Linked DNA regions of Mus musculus: all the other regions are linked to region 1. Evidence: chromatin contacts called from public HiChIP or PLAC-seq and promoter capture Hi-C data. All regions are on one chromosome and are shown on one strand. Each heading gives the region's core, a stretch centred on a gene start, on an enhancer-like site or on the middle of the called end of the contact. The rest is flanking DNA. Distances are from core to core; before and after follow the strand shown.

Region 1 (4,362 bases), core at 471-2,970:
TCCTGGCTCATAGGAGCCAGAAGATAGAGAAATGCTGTTAATTTTGAAGCATTCAGTTTTGGGGTTTGTTATAGTTTAAGCCTGTAATATCCCCCGCCATGCCCACTCCCCCCACCTCCGGGCTCCTATGTTGAACACTTGGCCCACAGCTGTTGGAGGAATCTTTAGAACCTTTGAAAACTACAATCCAGCTGGAGGACGGGGCAGGGGGGACCGGCCTGGAGCATTGCAGCTCAGTCCTGTCTTAGGCCTGTCCACCTCTGTACCTCATCCAAGATTATCTGCTACCTTGAGTCTCTGCCATGCCTTCCTGTGGAGATGGACTGTCCTCTGAAGATGGGCCAAAATAAACCTCCCCTCCTTTAAGGTGTGTCTTTAAGGTCGGATACTTTGTCACAGCCACAAGAAAAGTAACTAAAGTCACAGCAAAAATAACTTTATAATTCTTAAGAAAAAAACAAAAACAGAAACAAAAAACCAAAACAAAACCCTAGCTTCTTAAAATGAAGCACCTTCCTCTTGGAAAGGACAGACTAAATGTTGAGTTTAAGCTGTGGTAAGGTCTGAGAGAATGTTCTTGGGGATGGCTGCTATAGAGGCAGTGCCCAAGTTGTTGGGGGGTGGGGGGTGGGGAGAAGAAAGGGCAGATAATCAAGAAATAGCACCTTGTTGGCGAGGCCATTGCTTCTCTAAAGTGGATTTGTATAGAGAGGTCCCAGGAGAACCTCGTTAAGATGTTGATAATTTCAAACAGAAGCCTGTCGGGGCAGTGGTGGGGGCGTGGCGTATTCTGCAAGCTCCTAGTTGGTGTTACCGTTGTTCCTGTGAGGACCACGTGTAAGAGGCTAAGGCGTTAAACTGTATTTTTTGTCTCTTTCTGTGCGTGTTCCCCTTTAAATGTCTGCAGGAACACTGAGGGCGAGGCCTCCCAAGGGCATCAGCTGCCTTTGGGGAGTTTAGGAAGTGGAGCAGCGCCCTCTTGAGGCCATAAGGCAGAGGTGCTGGGAAGGAGGTCCACCAAAGGTCTGCGGAATCAAGCCAGGTAGCCATTTCCTAAGCCAAAGGATCGTCTCAGCTCGTTTTCTTAAACGGGCCTCATCATAGAAAGACATGAATCTTGGGAAACAGCTTCAGAAAAATCTTTGCGAGCTTTTGATGCTGCCTGGTGGTGGTGGTGACTTTTTTCTCCATTTCTTACAAATCAGTAGAATGTGTTTATTGCCATATAAATCTAATTTCCCCCTACACTAAATTTCTACCTTAGCAAGATGCAATTGATCTAAGCAGTGTGCTCATGGGGGTATGCCCTCCCTCGCTTGATGGGGACTACCTGCCTATCCCATCCCCCAAGTCCGAGATTCCATCTCCTCCCCACTTCTCCATCTCTCCTGGCTCCTCTGTCTTGACTTTGCCCATAGCCTAGCAGAACTCTCTTGCCTTTGGTCTCTGCTATGGGTGGTCCAAGGTCAAGCATGGTGAATGCAACATTCCAGACTTCCAAACACAACACTCTGGAGAGACCGTTCTCTTTCATAGACCTGTCTGTCCTCCTTTGGTTCAGTTCCATCTTCCTGGCTAGACACCATCCCTCACTGGACTCCCTCGCCGCCCGTGCTAGAGACCATGTTTTCTGCCTTCTGACTCAGTTCCACCCCCCTGGCCAGGCCACACCCTATTTGCTAGGCTCTGCTGCCTTAGCTAGATCACTCCCTTCCGGATATACCTCGCCTTCCAGGGCAGACCTGGTTAGACTCCTCCCTCCTGGATAGATACACAGGCACACAGTTAACCCCCACCTCTGGTTTTCTTCCCTACAGCTTCCTGGTGGAGGAGTTTGGCGGAGGCAGGGATTCAAAGCGATCCCTCAGGGTCGCGCTTCCCAGTTGTTTATGGGTCTCCTGAGAGCAACGGTTCTCACACTGGCCAGTTTCTCTAAAGAGGCAAGTGTTCTCCGAGCCCAACCTGATGACATAGATTTCGGGCCACCCCAGTTCTGCAGAATGCACGTCTCGAGGGAGAAGTCTGGAAATCTGCACTGCCACACTGTTCGCCACTCCGTTTACAGGCAGGCTTGAGAAGTGCAGCTGTGGCTAGCCTAGGACCCAGCCCAGACCCCCGTGGCCATTAGGGACGCCTCCAGTCCAGTCTCCCATCGGCACCCAGCTAACTGCTGCCTCTTTTCTCACTTAGAAGATTGAGGCCATCTGTTGCGAGCTTCCTGCATTTCCTGCCCCCATCCTTGACATTCTCCACATTTCCCAGTTTGCCTCCTTCTCCTTTCTTAGAAAATAAACATCTTCCCATGGCTGGATTTCTACCCTCCTTGACCATCTCCTCTGAAACGATGACCCCCCCTCCCCCTTTGATTCTTTCTCTGTACATTTTGGTCTTTTTCTCACCAATGGATTTTTCTTTTTCTCTTTTTTTCAATTAAAAAAAATTGCCTTATGTCTTTTTCTAAATCACAAAACATCTCTCAGTAAGTTGGCTTCTCCCTCAAGCTGCCAGCTCTCCTCCCACTTCCTTCATGAGAGCATCTCATCTCTGCATGGGTCTCAGCCTAGCACTTCCCCTTTCTGATCTCACAGGGTGCCGGGTCAATGCTGTGCAAAACCCCTGCCAAGAGCCTGATTCAGTGCCCTGAGCCACTAAGCTAGAAATCGGACTTGCAATGCTGAAGACTAGATTCCAGGTTTGTCCTCAGACTGGTTACCTCATGAGTTTTGCTTTCTCAGACATTGCTGCTCAGATCCAAGGCCACATCCTTAGAACCTCCTTACAAGCACACGGCACTTAACCACCATCTGTGTATCTGTCAGCTTTCCATTACCATCACAGAGCACCCGAGCTGATGAATTTATAACAAGCAAAAGGTTACGTTGGTCCATGATTTCAGTCCATCGTCACTTGGTTTTGCTGAACTTGAGCATGTGGCTGATGAAGCTGCCGGTCTCCTAGTGACCAGGAAGCAAAAACCAAACCAAACCAAACCAAACCAGCAACCACCTAAAATCTAATAACCTCATGCAACAGCTTAACTGCCTATCAGGATCCACCTCTTAAAGATTTCACCACTTTCAATTATTAACTCAAGCTGGAGACCAAGCTTCCAATACAGCAGCCTTTTGGGTGACACACAGCTAAGCCACAGCAACGTGAAAACCTAAAGGAAGCCTAAAGAGAATGGATAAAGTGACTGTTGCACATGGTCATGAGAGATGCTGAGCTCTACGAGAGGGTTTCTTTGCACAGACTTTGTGTAAGGACTACCAGGAGCTAAGGGACATGGAGACGGAATCCCCTTGTGGACTGGGCCCAAACTTGGTGCGTCCCAATCTGTATCTGCTAGCCTTGGCAGACGGTTTTTATTTATTGACCAAGCCAGCTCAGTCAGTCAACCGGGTCTCAAGGGAGGGAGTGGGGATTGAAAAGAAAAAGACAATTAGACAACATTATAACATGACTCCAATCAGACAACATTATAACTTGATTCCAATTAGACAACATTATAGCATGACTCCAACCAGTGCTAAGGCTAAAGCGGGTTTATTTTTCTCCAGCCTGCTTTTATATCATTCTAAGTACATGCAAAGAATAAGATCAGCTATAGGTTGAGGAACAAACAAAGCAATAAACAAAGTCTCACGATCACTGTTTCAAGGGGCTTATCAGGATCATCAAGATATGTGAGCCCACATCTATGTCCTGTCCCAATGTCAAATTCCTGCCAAGTTTCTAGAAGCAGCCCAATAGCTCTCCTTTCTTTCTCTCTCTCTCTTCCTTCCTTCCTTCTTTCCTTCCTTCCTTCCTTCCTTCCTTCCTTCCTTCCTTCCTTCCTTCCTTCCGTCCGTCCTCCCTCCCTCCCTCCCTCCCTCTTTCTTTCTTTCTTTCTTTCTTTCTTTCTTTCTTTCTTTCTTTCTTTCTTTCTTTCTTTCTTTCTTTCTTTCTTTCTTTCTTTTCCAGAGACTGAGTCTCACTGTGTAGACTGGCTGGGCCTGGTGCTTGTGAGTCAGCCTGGCCTTGAACCCATAGAGATCCACCTGCTTCAGCCTCCCAAGGGCAAGGGCCAGCACACCTAGCTTAGCGATCAGCAGTTCTTGAAGGGGAGATGGACTCTCTGTGCTGCTCACTCACCATGCCTGAGGCTTGGCTGCCTTTCCCACATTCTGCCTGATGATGAGCGAGTGTCTTTGAGGCATGTAGGACACAGAATGAGAAATGAACTCATTGAACATCAATGAAGGAAATCCACATTCACAGAGACTCCTTGCTTATTCCAATCAGAACTGCAAATAGAAGACAGGACGGCCCAGGGCCTTGATCTTACCCGTGATGGTTCATACTTTCTTCCAGATGAGCTTC
Region 2 (4,362 bases), core at 1,122-3,621, 1.2 Mb before region 1:
ATGTGACTGCATCTGGCTGGAAATGACTCTCACATCTCTGGGACAGGAGTGGGGACTCTTGGTGTGCCTCAGTTCTCCCCTTGCAACCTCTCTCCACACGTGTCTAAATTAGTATGCTTCTACACATGATGACCTCACTCCAGCAAGAGTGTCCTGGCAAGAAAACAAAGCAGGATGCTGCCCGGTCCAATGGAACCCACTCATCAGTACCGTGTGTTCCACTGGTCAAAGGTCAAGTCACAAGGCCAGCCCAAATTCAAGGTGAAGAGAAACAAATCCGTCTCCTAACAGGAGGTGCTGATAATCTCACATGTGGGAATTAAGAACACTACCAAATATGTTGATCAAAATTTGAGGCTAGTTTTATTATAATACTGGCCAGGATAATGGACACTGGGCCGGTCCATACCAGGGATGCCTAGAGAATGTTAGTGAATTACCTTAGTCAGAGGCTTATAAAAGCAAAACCCACAGGGCTGTGTACGGTTAGGAGCAAACATCTATTCTGACGGACTTACTGTCTATACACCTCCCACCTATGTGTGATCAAGCATAGCCTGTGCAGTTTGGGTAATTAGGCTTGTTGGAAGAAGCAAAACGTGATTTGTTATCTTACATGGATAACAGCCCCAAGGATTCCAGGAAGTTATTTCTGGAAGTTATTCCTTGGGCAAGGGAGGCTTACAGGCCTTTTTGTTTTATAATTCTAATGTTTTAAGCACAGTAATTTAAACTTAAAACATGACATTAATCCTCACAATCCATCATGTGGCATGTCTCTACTGAGAAGGCAGGAACTGCTGTGGCCCTTCTGACCTTAGGTCTCTTCATCTGAAAATGGAGATTTTCCTAAGTCAGCCCTTGTTCGAGTCTGTGTTCGCAGATTCAGTCATAGAAAGTATTTTTTAAATGTCACATTGTTGATGACAGGTATCATAAGTCAGCCGTAACTGCAAATCGGTACTGAGTACTGGCCTTGTCTTCTTGTTGCTATTCCAGAAGTAACAATGTATTGGTGAGAACAGGAAGTAGAAACTGGTGAAATAGAGCAGGAATTCCCAAGCCGTGCTTCCAAGAATGTCCTTGCCGGAGGGCAGGAATGCTGGGATCCAGAGAGCTCAGGTTCCGGCTTCTTTGCCTTCGCTGACGCTTTATTGGAAACTATCTGAAGACCCAATTCTATTTCCAAAGTGTTAATTATGGCAACTAGAATTTCTTTATCACAACACAGAGTTGGCAAATTTCAGAGGTGAAATCCAGAATCAACATTTAAAAAAAAAAACAAACAGCCACATTAATGTAAGAAAAGCATTCAATTTCACATATTGTAGTGAGTCTTCATGGTGCACAGTCATAAAGGAAATTATGCAAAGGGAAAGAAATTTTTTTCTACAATGCAGAAAAATGAATATGAAATTTCTTGGAAGTGAGGAGAATAACAAATGTCTTTGAAAACTATGATTTCTACATATTGATTAAAAAGCTAGGAAATTAAATTTTTTATTTGTCCTCCTTTGGGGGTTTACCATTTCTTCTGCGATAATCCCCCAATTCCTGCTTCACCTAGTTATTCTCTCCATGTCTCACTTCAAGACTGGAGACAAACACTGGTCTTTTCTGGGAAGTCTTTCCTGATCCCCTCAACAGCTAGTATCCACAGGTATGGAACGATTCCTCTTCCTGCCGTTTATGTCGCTTTACGTTCCTCCTTCAGACTGGACTAAGACCCTTTAGGATGACATTGTTCATTGTTCAGAAGAGAGTAGCGGAGGAAGCGGTCACAGCTGAGTCCTAAGGAAGAACCCCTGGATGATGAGGAGGTAAAAACCACTGGGAGGCCGTGCATTGCTCTCTTTGAAGCATGACAATTTGTTGAGAAAATGAACATTATGGAATATATCAAATGTCAGCACTTATTAGTCTAATTTAGGGAGACCATCTCAAACACCCAACCAAGCAACAACAAAAAACCTAAACAAAACAAAAACGAGTTTCTTAACCTCTAACCGTGTTGCTTTATTTGTTAAAAAAATTATGATCTGTCTCCTCAGGTTGCTATGATGACCCTAAGGTGACAATACATGTCAAAATGCTTTATAAAATAGTGGTGGCCAGTAACAATGTAGAAACTATGTATATACTACTACTGTTATTCTTCTGCTCGCCGCGCCTTGCTCCAACCATAGTGAGTTTAGTTCCTACCGGCGTAGGATGGGATAACCGAGAAACAAGTAATTTTCAAACACCTCCCATACGCAGATCATCTGCCCTCATCCAGCATGGCCGCATCGGCTACACTCCCGGCGCCTTCCCCGAACCCAACGACTCCGACGCCCTGTGATGACGTAACACCAGAGCGTCTCTCTCCCTAAAGGTCCGTGCCTGCGCCGTGGACGCCGCGGGTGGGCGGAACTGGTCGGGATGAGTGGCGGAGGCACCGAGACCCCTGTAGCGTGCGACGCCGCCCAGGGCGGCAAGAAGCGGGACTCACTGGGGACTCCGGGTGCGGCGCACCTCATTATCAAGGGTACGGAGTGGAGGGCGTGGTCCTCCGTGCGGGGTGGGGGCAGCGTGCTGGGGACCGCCCCTCCTGGTGCTCCCCGGCTCCCCTGTAGCCCTCAGCTGCCTGGCCCGCCTCGAGACGAAAGGTCCCAGCTCGCAGGACCCAGTTACGTGCAATGGGCGAAGGGCGCACAAGCGGAGAATGGGAACTAGTTGGAGCCCCACACGTAGTAGGGTGACTTCGGTCCTTCACCCTCTCGTCCTCTGTCCTCTGCGCCTTGGGGGTCATGCCAGGAAGAACACTTGGGAAAACGTCCTGAAACACAGCGCTCAGTACCATACAGTGTACCGGTCTGAGCTGTCCCCTTTCAGCCTTAGTAGATTTCGACCTAAATTATTACAATAACAACTAGCTTTAATTCCTAAACCTCAGAAGTCCCCGTTAACCGCGAAGAAGCCTCCAATTGCAGTTTCCACTGCTTCCCTCAACTCCCTGCTCAACCCGCCTATTCCACCAACTTTGGGCTACAGTCCTACACTGCCTGGAGAGTGGTGGCTTACCATCTGTGCGGTTCCCATTTTACTCTTACCAGATCTGTGGGCGGCCCCAGCTGAGCTGGCTGCGACTGTTTAAACTGTGTTTCACATTGTTTCTTAGGTTTAATTTGGGATCCAGTAGTATTGTGTGTGTGTGTTAAGACTAAGTTAGAATTCTTTCTCTGTGCAATCTCAGTGAAGATTAGTCGTTGTATGGCTGTTGTTGGGCCACCATGACTCCATCCGCAAATGTTTTTCATCTTGCAAAACTTTGTATGCATTAAACCATAACTCCTCATGCCACTGTGAATTTGACTGGTCCAGTGCCTCTGAGGACTTGGACAGCTCCACTCTCGGAAATAAGGCTGTTTTGAATATGAATATATAGACATCCTTCGGAGGTCCTGTGTTCAGTTCTTGGGACTGTATCTCCAGTAGTGGATTTTTGGGTCATTTGATTATTCTTTAAACTTTTTGAGGAGTTGGCATGTTCTGTATTTGCTATACCATTTTCTAGTCACCTGTCATCACCAACTCTTGTCTTTGGTACTAGTTATTCTAATGCGTGTGAGATGACACTCCCTGTTGTGATTTTCATTTCCTCTAATATTTGGTTAATGTGCTTAACTGACTACCCATTTTTTAGGTAGTCATCTAATATCCATTTAAGTCCTTTGCTCGTGTAAGTAGATTCTGTTATTGAGTTATAGTTCTTGATATATTCTTGAAAGGCAACTTTGCTGGCCGCTATACCATTAATGCTGATACACACGCGCACACACACACACACACACACACACACACACACACATACACACACACACACACACACACATCTGTCTCCTCAGTACCCATAGCAGGTGTTTGCAGGCATTTTTCTCACTTGCCTGGTTGCCTATCATTCTGTTGATTGTGTCTTTGAGGCGGAAGTTTTAAATTTTGAAGCAGTACTGTTTTTACTCCCCCAGTACTGGAAGCCAAGCCAAGGCCTCCCACATGCTAGACAAATACCATACTACTAGAGACTACATTACCAACTCCCTTTTCTGTTTTTTATTTTGAGACTGGTTCTCACTTTCACACTCAGGACCCACACACACAGCCTTCCCTTTATTAGGTACTAAGAGAGTTGTAGTTCTGTTTGGTCTCATCTTGTAGTCCCGTGGCTCTTCCATCAAAGCACTTCTCTGTGTCTTTGTGAGGAGATATTTGTCTAGCTTTCACATTAGGTTACAAACAAGTAGAGATCAAAGGATTATACATTTCAGTACTCTTTTTTTTTTGAACAGTAAAAGAATGCATATAGCCTGACTAGAGTTAGAT
Region 3 (4,362 bases), core at 486-2,985, 1.1 Mb before region 1:
AGCCAGCGTTCGAGAGGGCTCCAAGAGCTATGGTCTGTGCTAGTGGTTCTCAACCTTCCTCATGCTGTGACGCTCTAATGCAGGGCCTCATGTTGTGGTGACCCCAACCATAAAACTATTCATTGCTACTTCAAATCTAGGATTTTGCTACTGTTACAAGTCATAATGTTAATAGCTGATATTTGACCCCCAAAGGGATCTGGAACCACACAGCTTTGGGCAGGTGAAAAAGGAGTTGATATTATAAACATAGTACCTTCTGTTGCGATGTCTTAGCAATGAAGTGAGAGAAGTATTGAGGAGCATAAAGCTTTGACCTTGACAGTACAGATGACATGGCAAGAGTTCTTGGATTTCTGGTCACCAGCAAGCCTCACAGGACACGAGGCATGGCAGAGCACATCACAGGAGGCCTTCAAGGACAGCATCAGGGATTTCTATTTTAGTCTGTATGCCAAGGCTACTGGGCAGAGTTGGTGTGCTGGTTCAAGTTGGAGCAACAAATTGCCATAGTCAAAATCACGTGGGCAAAGGATGCTCATAGAACTTCTCCTGCGATGGGCAAGTTTAGGTCTGTTCAGGTTAGGAAAGCCGGAAGAAGCGTTTGGCTGAACTGTGCTTACTCAGAATGTGAGGGCACAAAGGGAGAGAGGGGGCAAGCAAGAGATGCTGCAGTTTGGTGTTTGGAAAACCATGGTTAAACATTTACAGGTGGACGAACCTAACATGAGAATAGTTACAGATGATGTGAGTTTCCCTGCCCCTCCCTTTACCACCACCCCCAACTGTTGCTAACCCAGGCTTTTGGTTTAGGGAGGCTGAGGCTAATAAAGATCAGGTGATTTTCAGAAGTGTTGCTCAGAAGTCCAATACAAGATGGCCATGTACTCTTCTTACTATGCCCGTTGCTTTTTCCCAATAAAAGATCACCATATATATGTCTTATGATGCCAGCTTCCTTTTCATCGGTACAGAGCATAGCTCTAGGACCTCTCTCAAGTGTCTAGTGGTTGTTTCGTTCTCCCTAACTTAGCTCCAGGTTTTCAAGGCAGGGCAGGGAGCTTAGATTGCCACCCGACTTAAAGTTCAAGAGTTGGCGTGGGTCCATGCGCCCCAGCCCAGGCGTTAGCTCTCACCCAGAACAGCTGTTGCCATTCATTTTCCTATCCAGGGTGAGTTAGGGCACACAGGGCACTAGCCAGGGCCTGAAGGAAGGGCCACTTTGACTGCCTTTCCTTTTCAAAGTGAAGGCAGGGCAGGATAACAGAGGAGGTGCTCTTGGGAAGTGGTTTCATCACACCCCCTGAGGCCAGGCCCTCAAATCACAGTTGAGCTTTGGCTAAGAATCTGACTTATGCAAGAGCAAACCCCACACACGTTTGCCTGATTTCCTCCTTTCTGCTGACAGCAGCTCAGCTTGGTCCTAAACTCTCGGGTCTCTTGGTGTCTGATTAGTTATCAACAGAAGCTGCCACTGTTCCATAGCTTGGCAGCTTGGCCTCTTCGTCCCTAGCAGGGAAAGGCTGATGAGGAGCTTGGGAAGGAGAATGAGCTCAGCGGGATGGAAGGGAACCGGACTGAGATAGCGCTGGAGGTGCTGCACAAGGACCCCAGGACCTAAGCGACCTCTTCCTGGTGGCTTTCAGCAGAAGACAGCAAGTTGCTAGGTGAGCCGGCGGGACAGGGGGCGTGGCTCTGCGAGCGGGGGCGTGATTGAGGCGTGGCTCTGCGGTCGTGGGAGGAGCCGGGGCGGGAGCGGCGCCGCGGAGGGGACCCGCGGCACGAGCGAGAGCTCGCCAGCCCCGCCACGATGCCCCCGCGCCCAGGACGCCTCCTCCAGCCGCTGGCCGGGCTGCCGGCCCTGGCCACGCTCCTGCTGCTGCTCGGGGCGCGCAAAGGCGCCCGGGCCCAGGAGGTGGAAGCGGACAGCGGGGTCGAGCAGGACCCGCACGCCAAGCACCTGTATACGGCCGACATGTTCACGCACGGGATCCAGAGCGCCGCGCACTTCGTCATGTTCTTCGCGCCCTGGTAACTGCAGCTCCAGCAGGCCGGCGGAGCCCGATCTGGGACCGGGGACCAGGGACCTGGAGCCGGGGACCGGGGAGAGGGCGCGAGGCCGCGCAGGCTGCGCCGGGGGCGTGGGCCGCGCTCGGGCCTCGCCGCTGACGTGGCGCTAGCCGCCGGCCTGCGAGCTAGGAAGGGCGGGCCCCGAGGGGAGACCCGGAAAAGCCTCTCCACCCCGCCACACTGCTGGAGTCCAGGCATCCCCCGCTTCTGTCCCCTGCCCAGCTCCCCAAACTTCCTGTGCTGGCCGGACGCGGCGGGAGCCCGGCGTCCACGTGCCCTATCCTGAAGGGTTCTTCCTGCTGGCCCATCAATATTGGGTTGGATTGGAAATCTAAGGCCCCCTCAAGATGTGATTGCCCACTTTGTGTGTCGAGGGTAGGAAAAGATAGCCTAGGTCGGGAACTGAGACTTCCCCGGCCCCTGGAGTCCAGCGAGGTGCCAGTTTTGGAGTCTCCGCTGCACGCTGGAGTGGATGTGAGCTGTATTCTCAAGGCCTTTAACTCTTTCACCTCCTGTTCTCATTTGGGGCCCGGTCATTTGGAAAGTGTGAGGTCGAACTGTTCTTCCTAAAAGTCATAACTTCAGGCTTCCATTCTTCGGTTGGGGCTTCCTGGTGCACCTCACTACCCCAAGAATTAGTCTAGACATAGCAGTGCTTTGCTACTGGGGCCTAGATGCTCAGAGAAAGAAGTTCTCCGGTCCACAGCAGAAAGCGGTATTTAGAGCACAGGCTCTTGAGATGTGGGATGTTCTGGCTGTGTTTATTGCTGAGCAAAGTACTCTTCCTCTAGCTCAGTAGGGACTCATTAAGGACAGGGGGTTAAGCAGTTAAGAAAAATGTGCCTGTGGAATCCAATGTAGTCAGTGATTGTATTTTTCTAAAGTGGGAGAAACTTTGCCCATAACCCTAGAGCGGGCTATTACTGCATTTCAATTCGTTTAGTGTTAAATTAACTTTGTGGGGGAGGGGATCATTTTGGCTCACAGCCATTATCAGTTAAGAATGCAGGAATGGGATACACTGTTTTACATTCCCAAGAACAGCCACTTGAGTCTGTAGAACTACCATTGAAAGAAAAAGACTGGGAGTCTGCCACAGTCAGTCGCGTTAATAGTTACTCTGTGCACAAGTCGTCTCAAAGTAGTGATTCCAGTTAAGTACACCACAGGACTTAATTGGAGTTGATTTCGGTGGAATAAATCTAAGGGTTTTTAGTTTTATGAGAAAAGTTGACATGCAGGCAGGGTTAGGTTCTCTGGAGTGCTGATGGAGTTTTAAGTTTAGAATATATGCAATGAATAACCAGCTAGTCTTGGCCAGTTGGGGTATACACCACAGATTCTTTTTTTTTTTTTTAACTCTATGGCTTACAGACGTTTAGGTCGAGGCTGCTCTCTAGGATAAGCCTTCAATTGTTTGCTTCTTGCTATTCTGATAAAAATATTAGAGAGATGTAGGAGCCCACCCATGGCCTTTGAAGGCTGGGTTTTTGATGTTTTAAGGGGAAGTTGAGGCAGGATCTCTCTGTGTAGCCAAGCTGACCTTGAACTCATGACTTTGTTGGTCTCAGCCTACAGAGTGCTAAGATTTCAAAATTTTAAGAACAACATGGTACTCAAGGTAGACTACGCTGGGTCCTCTCCCCACTTCTTTCTCACCGTGAGTGCCTGGAATGTTCACTGTCCATGTGTGATGCTGGGGCAAGGACACTGTGTAGTGATGGCACTGACCTGTCTCTGTATTTGTTCTAAGCTTTGTGGGTGCAGGATTGTCCTCCTGCTGTTGATCTGGTGCCAGCATCTGGTCACACTGAACCTAGGGACAGTTAGGTCAAAGGTAAGGTTAGGTGCCTTTGCTCTGTCACTTGGCTCCAGGCCACATCTGAATACAGCCGGCAGTCTCTGTAGTGCTGTATCCACAAGGGCTCCAAACCAGAAATGCCAGTTAGAGAGAAGCAGTGGACTCTTTAGTCCTCCTGGGTGGGGAGAGGCTTGCCTGTGTGGTGATGACCCCAAGTGGTCAGGTTAACTTGGGTTAGAGGGAACTAAATCTTTATCTTCTTTTTAAATCTTGTATTGTTTTCATAAGAACCCTTTCAAGGGTATAGAGGATGTCTATCTACAACTCTAAACTGAGCATATCTGATCAAATTCCGCTAACATCAGGACAACCCTTAGGAGCTGAAGGGGTTTGCAACCCCATAGGAAGAACAATATCAACCAGCCAGAGCTCCCAGGGTCTAAACCACCAACCAAGGAGTACACATAGAGGGACCCATGGCTCCAGCCGTA

Evidence for each region. Promoter capture Hi-C pulls out the DNA fragments that hold promoters and counts their contacts. HiChIP or PLAC-seq counts read pairs in DNA pulled down with a chosen protein or histone mark.
Region 2: a contact with region 1 is called in an H3K4me3 HiChIP or PLAC-seq map of forebrain, with 6 times the contacts expected there. The contact joins the promoter of Bloc1s5 here to the enhancer-like site in region 1. A contact is called at or near these places in 2 of 39 promoter capture datasets (embryonic stem cells and hippocampal neurons), 2 of 115 datasets of contacts at active chromatin or transcription factors (astrocytes and forebrain) and 1 of 9 other capture datasets (liver).
Region 3: a promoter capture Hi-C map of pre-B cells shows a contact between it and region 1, with 2.8 times the contacts expected there. The contact joins the promoter of Txndc5 here to the enhancer-like site in region 1. A contact is called at or near these places in 6 of 39 promoter capture datasets (the 3T3-L1 cell line, cranial neural crest, hippocampal neurons and 2 more), 1 of 115 datasets of contacts at active chromatin or transcription factors (large pre-B cells) and 1 of 9 other capture datasets (liver).

The regions. Positions count from the first base shown.
Region 1 is chr13:37,449,924-37,454,285 of GRCm38.p6, reverse strand. No RefSeq gene overlaps it. Among named protein-coding and RNA genes, the nearest start is that of Gm4035, 17 kb to the right of the region's middle. Within about 2 kb of position 1,720, at least 268 of the 459 cell types and tissues checked have an H3K27ac peak or open chromatin away from gene starts, as enhancers often do. A contact at or near this core is called in embryonic stem cells, forebrain, hippocampal neurons and 2 more, where this site is marked.
Region 2 is chr13:38,633,101-38,637,462 of GRCm38.p6, reverse strand. It overlaps Bloc1s5 (biogenesis of lysosomal organelles complex-1, subunit 5, muted), which reads left to right and starts at 2,371. Exons shown (of 5, transcript NM_139063.3): 1 at 2,371-2,527. The coding sequence starts at 2,422.
Region 3 is chr13:38,525,857-38,530,218 of GRCm38.p6, reverse strand. It overlaps Txndc5 (thioredoxin domain containing 5), which reads left to right and starts at 1,735. Exons shown (of 10, transcript NM_145367.4): 1 at 1,735-2,031. The coding sequence starts at 1,811. Gm31834 (a long non-coding RNA gene) reads right to left here and starts at 2,316. Exons shown (of 2, transcript XR_382215.4): 1 at 257-2,316.